2 separate regions of the Mus musculus genome follow, and region 2 is linked to region 1. The links are chromatin contacts, called in public promoter capture Hi-C maps. All regions are on one chromosome and are shown on one strand. Each heading gives the region's core, a stretch centred on a gene start, on an enhancer-like site or on the middle of the called end of the contact. The rest is flanking DNA. Distances are from core to core; before and after follow the strand shown. Region 1 overlaps Itgam (integrin alpha M). Region 2 holds the start of Itgax (integrin alpha X).

The links. Promoter capture Hi-C pulls out the DNA fragments that hold promoters and counts their contacts.
Region 2: a promoter capture Hi-C map of macrophages shows a contact between it and region 1, with 5 read pairs. The contact joins the promoter of Itgax here to the enhancer-like site in region 1. A contact is called at or near these places in 3 of 39 promoter capture datasets (the C10 cell line, epiblast stem cells and macrophages), 1 of 15 datasets of contacts at CTCF or cohesin (CD8 T cells), 2 of 484 Hi-C or Micro-C datasets (the G1E-ER4 cell line and bone marrow-derived macrophages), 8 of 115 datasets of contacts at active chromatin or transcription factors (CD8 T cells, the HPC-7 cell line, T-cell acute lymphoblastic leukemia and 4 more) and 3 of 9 other capture datasets (adipose tissue, liver and pancreatic islet).

What each region holds. Positions count from the first base shown.
Region 1 is chr7:128,087,719-128,090,733 of GRCm38.p6, forward strand. All of the region lies in intron 12 of Itgam (integrin alpha M), which reads left to right. Among named protein-coding and RNA genes, the nearest start is that of Itgam, 27 kb to the left of the region's middle. Within about 2 kb of position 1,618, at least 63 of the 459 cell types and tissues checked have an H3K27ac peak or open chromatin away from gene starts, as enhancers often do. A contact at or near this core is called in CD8 T cells, adipose tissue, bone marrow-derived dendritic cells and 3 more, where this site is marked.
Region 2 is chr7:128,128,006-128,131,020 of GRCm38.p6, forward strand. Itgax (integrin alpha X) reads left to right here and starts at 1,545. Exons shown (of 30, transcript NM_021334.3): 1 at 1,545-1,651; 2 at 2,274-2,379; 3 at 2,812-2,915. The coding sequence starts at 1,615.

The DNA.
Region 1 (3,015 bases), core at 368-2,867:
CTTTCCCAGTTAAATCTCCAGTGAGTTGGGAGCTAAAGGGCATGTCCTCAACTTGAAAAGGGTCATTTACAAAGCCTCCAGCTGGTGTCACCTTAGAACCGTAAGCAAGGCGACTAGCTACGCTTGCTATCTCTTCTGAGCTATTTATTGCTGAGCTATTTATTGAATTTAAACTTATGTTTGCTACAGGAGCGCCCTGAGGCTTACATTTTAGATCCAGTCAAGTTGACAGCCCAGGTTAGCCACCACACCATCTAGTTGATAGCCCAGGTTAGCCACCACACCATCTAGCTTTGCTTTGCTGTCTGCAGTGTGGGGTGGAATACATGAAAACAGCCCTGCTCATATCAAGTCCTAAAGTGTTCCCTTATGTTTTCTTCCAGCAATTTCATAGTTTAGGTATTACATTCAGGTGTTCAGTGCATTTAGAATGGACTGTTCTTTTGCACATAGTTTCCCAAGCGATAACACTTATCAGAGAGATGTCATTTTTATGTTTCTCCTTGGTGCCTTTGTTGAAAATCTGTTACCTGTGAGAATGTGGGTTTCTGGGATCTGCATTCATCCCCTGGCTTATTGCTTATCTATATTGTGATACCATGCTGCTTGGATCACAGCAGCTGTGTGTGTGTGTGTGTGTGTGTGTGTGTGTAGTCAGAATCTTGCTATAAGGCCTGGTTTGTCTCAGTCTCTCCACACACTATGATCACAGGCTTCTGTTCCTATCCCAGGTATGGCCAACCCGTACTTCTTACTGGAGTGCCTTCATCTTTCTCTTTTTTGTTCAATATTGTTTAAATATTTCGGGTTTCTTTTGATTGCCTATAAATTTTAGGATTTAAGAGAATATTTTTTAATGAAAACTGCCATTATAATTCAAAGTAGACTAATTCTTCTAATACATAAACATGGGATCCCCCTGTTTTTTGTGTTTTTAAATCTATTCTCAATATTTTATATTTTTTCATTTCAAATACCCTTCATTCTGTGGTTAAAATAATTCCTAGGTTTAAACAAATTTTTTTTGAGATAATCTTTCAAGTGAGCCAGTTTCAAGTGAGTTGACGTTGAACTTTCTATGCAGCTAAGGATGCCCTTGACCTTCTCACCCTCTGGCCTCCACCTTCCATGTTCTGGGATTAGAGGTGTGCACCACTGGGCTAAGTGAGCACTGTATCTTCTGAGCTGGATCTCTAGACCTATTGCTAAACAGATATTTATTCTTATTTTTGTTAATTGTGTATGTTTGTGTAAATGTGTTCAGGAGCCCATGAAGCAGCGGAGGGCACCAGTTACCATGGAACTAGAGTTATAGGTTGTGAACTGTCCACTGTGGGTCTGGGAACTGAACTCAGGTCCTCTGGAAGAACAGCACAGGTTCTACTCCAGCCCCAAATCTATCACTTTTTGATAGGTACTGTAAATGGTATTAATTCCTTTATAGTTTTTTTTTTTTTCCAGATGGTTCAGTACTGGTTCCTAGGCATGTTCTGCTCTGTATGTTGATTTTGTATCCTTTAACTTTGCCAAATTATGTGCTCTAACAGTGTTCCTTGTCGAGTGTAGAAGATGTCTGTGAGTCTTACTTCCTCCTGCCCGGTCTGCACGCCCTCATTTCTGACTCATGCTGAATTTCTCGACTTGGGGCTTCCCATACTGTGTTGAGCAACAGTGTTGTTCAGATCGCACAGGAGACAGTTTCAATTTATTTTTAGTTTTTTTTTTAATCATAGAGGCTTGTTGAATCTTATAAAACGGCCTTCTTGCGTACCCTTTGAAATGATCATATGATGTTTGCTATTTAGCCTAGAGATGGGATATATCAGCTTTATGGGTGATACAGTTTCCCCTCTACCTTCTCTTCTTCCTTCCCTTCCTGTATCTTCCTCATTACCTCCCCTTTTCTTATTCTCCTTCTCTTCCCTCCTTTGCAATATTGGGCAGCTTCCTGAATGCTAGGCAAATACAGCGCTACCTCTCATCTATGCCACCAGACCCAGGAGAGCTTTTAACAACATGCTGTCAGATTCACTTCGCTAACACTTTATTTAGAATTTTTTTGCAGTTTCAGTCAAGGCTAACCTGTGCTAAAGGAGGCTTTAACCCCCCCCCACTCCAATAATCAATGTTCTTTAACCCTTTGTGGAATAGAGCAGTGAGCCACGGCTTTCTCTTTGTTGGAAGCCTTTTATAAAGTTACCGATTAACTCTCAGTCCAAACCATTGGCCCACCCAGGTTCGGCTGCATAGGATTTTCTTGATGAACTGTCTTCTCTGTTATGATATGACACTGAGGCGGGAGGACATGAGCCTGTATTGTCTGACAGGTGTCTGCAACACCCTTCTCCTTTGTGGTCATCCTTGGCTTGGAGTAGCTTCTTTCCTTCCTCCTTTGCTTTGGAGCTATGTTCATAATCCACACCTATAGGTCTAATTCAGGTCGTCAGTAATAGAATTTTTAAAAGCGCATTTAACAAGACCCGGAGAGTTGGCTCAGCGGTTAAGACTATGCGCTGTTCTTGATGAGGATTGGGTTTGATTCCTAGCACACACACTCAGTGGTTCACACCATCCGTACCTCCAGTTACAGGGGAACTAATGTCCTCTTCTTACCTCCATAGGCACCTGGCACCCACATAGTAGTTAGTACACAGACATATGCAGTCAAAATACCCATACATAAAATAAAATAAAGAAATCTAAAAAAAATAAAATAAAAACCCCAATCCTGCTCAGCACTTCACATCTGGTTAGAGAGTACTTGTAGTGTTAGCACAGTCACTGGAGGGCACCGCCGTGTTCTGTTCACTGTTAGCACGGTCCCTCGATCACACCGCTGTGTTCTGTTCACTGTTAGCACAGTCCCTCGATCACACCGCTGTGTTCTGTTCACTGTTTTCTGCTTTGTATCTCCTCTGCTCCATTCTATCTCTTGCTGTCTTGTTTGGCTTTGATGATTTTTTTTTTGTACTAAATTTTTTATTAGATATTTTCTTTATTTACATTTCAAGTGTT
Region 2 (3,015 bases), core at 295-2,794, 40 kb after region 1:
CACTTCCCCTCTCTCCTTTCCCTTCAGAAAAGTGCAGGCTCCCAGGGACATCAACCAAACCTGGTTCTCTGAAAGGTGAATGTGACTATCTTATTCCTCATGACTTCTCTACACTTCCTTCTGCCTGCGGGATAAAAATAAAAGTCTTTCAAAACTCCCAGGTCCCGTGGCCTGCTCACTCTCCAGTTTTCCAACACTCCAGCCTCATCTGTTGGCAGTCTTATCTCCCACGCTGTCCTGTTAACTCTTTATGGTGTGCCAGAGAAACAAGGCCTCCAGCAAGAAGTCACTCCACAAAATGAGGAAAAATAAGGAGAAAACCTCTAATAAAAATAGTTTGTGTCCAGTTTGGCTAGTGCCCAAAGAGAATCCAGTCCAGCATGGAAATTATTTGAGGCGTATGTGGGTCTTGAGCTACAAAACTTCACCTATGATATCACCTGAGTATCTCTCTAAAGTCCCAGCCCCAAGTTGCACTCTGAACATTAAAACATGTTTACAGAAATGTATGCTTAGCCATTTTAGACCAAACGAGATGCCATCAGTGTTACCTCTAAAGCAGGTCAACATAGGAAGATTTGTACTGTAAAGGTACTGTCACAAATGCCAGCTACTTAGCACCCCAGTTCTTTGCTGGCTGCTGCTATCCAAGGATGTTCTGGCGGCCTGGAACAATCAAACTTTTCCTGGGAGAGGAATGAGAACCAGAACTTTCGATCCAATGCTTACCCCACCCCCTCTTTGGAGTGCCTGACAGAGGCAGGTTCTTGATAGGAGAAAGGGCCTAATGGCCAGCTGTGGGCCAGGGTTATCTTCCAGAATAAGGTTTAAGGGATGATAATCCTAATGAACATATCCATTGCTTCTGAAATTCAGTTTTTAGTATTCTCTTGACCTTGGCTGCCTTTAAGACTCAGCTCAAGTGCTACTTCCCCCAGAAAGCAGTCTGAGGTCCTCTCGGTCTGAGTAATACTTCTAGTGGTTGGTCTCTGTACCTCTTTTCTCACAGGGCCCACTTTAGTGTTCACCCATCTGCTTTTACTCTGATCTCTGGGTTATGTTTCTCCTATACCTAGCAAAAGGCTCAGACCACCCCTCTTGATTATGTTGAGCAAATGACTAATCCACTGAATGAATGAATGAGTGAATGAATGAATGAATGAATGAATGCCAGCCTGTGCTCCCTACATGGATCATGTGCTTACTTCTTAGTCTACTTCCAGGCCAGAAGTGGAGGGCTCCGTCATCTGTTCTCTCTCCTCCTGTGGCTGACTCACACTTCAAGGTCAAGGGAAACTTCTGCCAGTACAAAAGTCTGAGAGGGATCAGATAATCCGGGAGTTTACATATATCCATCCGGGCAAGAATTGGGGAACCAGAACAATATGTCACCAAGTCGTTTCAAGTAGAGCAACTCTTCCCTGGAAGTGTGTAGGCTGCCTCGGTCCCCACTCTATCCATTTCATCTCAGTTTGCCCCCACCTCCTCTGAGTCACGCTGACAACTTCCCTCCTGGTCTCTGGCCTCCTGACCACCTTTCTTCTCATTTGCTTCTTCTGTGGTGACTTGGCAGCTGTCTCCAAGTTGCTCAGAGCCTGCTTCTGTTCTCCAGTCATGAGCTGTACCTGGATAGCCTTTCTTCTGCTGTTGGGTGAGCCTGGGCCTCAGAGAAGAGGGGCTGGGGACTTGTTCCTAGTAAGTCAGGCCCGTGAGATGGAGGCTGTGGTTGAGAGATCAGGACCTTGGTAGGGAGAGTGACTTGGCGTTGGGGTGGGGGGACGACGACGACGACGGCTGAGACATAAGGGCTTTGGATCTGGAGTTTGGAGAATGAGAGAATATCAAAGAGGCCATTTGCGGGGAGAACCCAAGAGATCCTGAGAGTGAGGCAGGTTGGCCTTGACAACCCACAGATTTCTGAAGTAGGCAGAGCACATACACTTCATGGTGATCCTAGAATTCCCCTATGGTTTCCGTGTTCCCTGGGTTCTCCTTCATCAAAGCCCCATGGATAGAGATGGGGAAAATGTGTGTCTTCAAACTCTGATGCTCACTCTGTGGAGACAGAACTGAAATTTAACAGTGGAAAGTAATTCATGAACTAGGGGAAGGAGAGACGAGAGATGAGTCTGGAGTCCAGGACCAGGGCCTCTGTGGGTATTGAGTGTGGAAGGGAGACAAGGGAGTCAGGAGCTTGGGAGATGCAGCTGAGGCGGGCAGGAAGGTGGCCAAGAGGGAGGGGACCTGCTCTAAAGCCTCTCACGCTTCCTCAGGGTTTGTTTCTTGTCTTGGCTTCAACTTGGATGCAGAGAAGCTGACACATTTTCACATGGACGGTGCTGAGTTCGGACACAGTGTGCTCCAGTATGATAGTTCCTGGTGAGGACTTGGTGGTAGCTGTACAGAGTCCCATCCCTCCCCAGCCCCACACTCCAGTGGTATCACCTGCATACTTTCTCTTTATGGAATGTGACAATTTTATTTGTGTTATGAATGCTTTCCTGAAAACAGGCCTTTAGGATAACTTCAGATAGCACTTACCAAGTGCCTACTAAATGCTGGGCTCTTCTCCAACCTGCAAACCACAGGGTGTTCCTTCAGACGTCATTGTACACTTACAAGGAATTGTCTGTCCGTCTAACACATGTTTATGAAATACCTAGATGCCAGAAATGGAGGGCTTCGATTAGGAGAGAATAAAGCACAAAACAAAATACTACCTACCTGGAATTTAAATTGAACCTCCATTCTCCAGCGGTTGTCAGCTCTCTGTCGTGGCTCCTAACTGCAGTGCTCTCTGTCTCCCCACAGGGTGGTGGTTGGAGCACCAAAGGAAATAAAAGCCACTAACCAAATAGGTGGCCTCTACAAATGTGGCTATCACACAGGCAACTGTGAGCCCATCTCCCTCCAGGGTGAGTTACGGCCCCGCCTCAGGCCTGATGCTGAGTTCCTAGGCTATGCGGCCTGTGGAGAGCCCAGGAGTCCCACTTGGCAGCTGCAGCTATGACCATA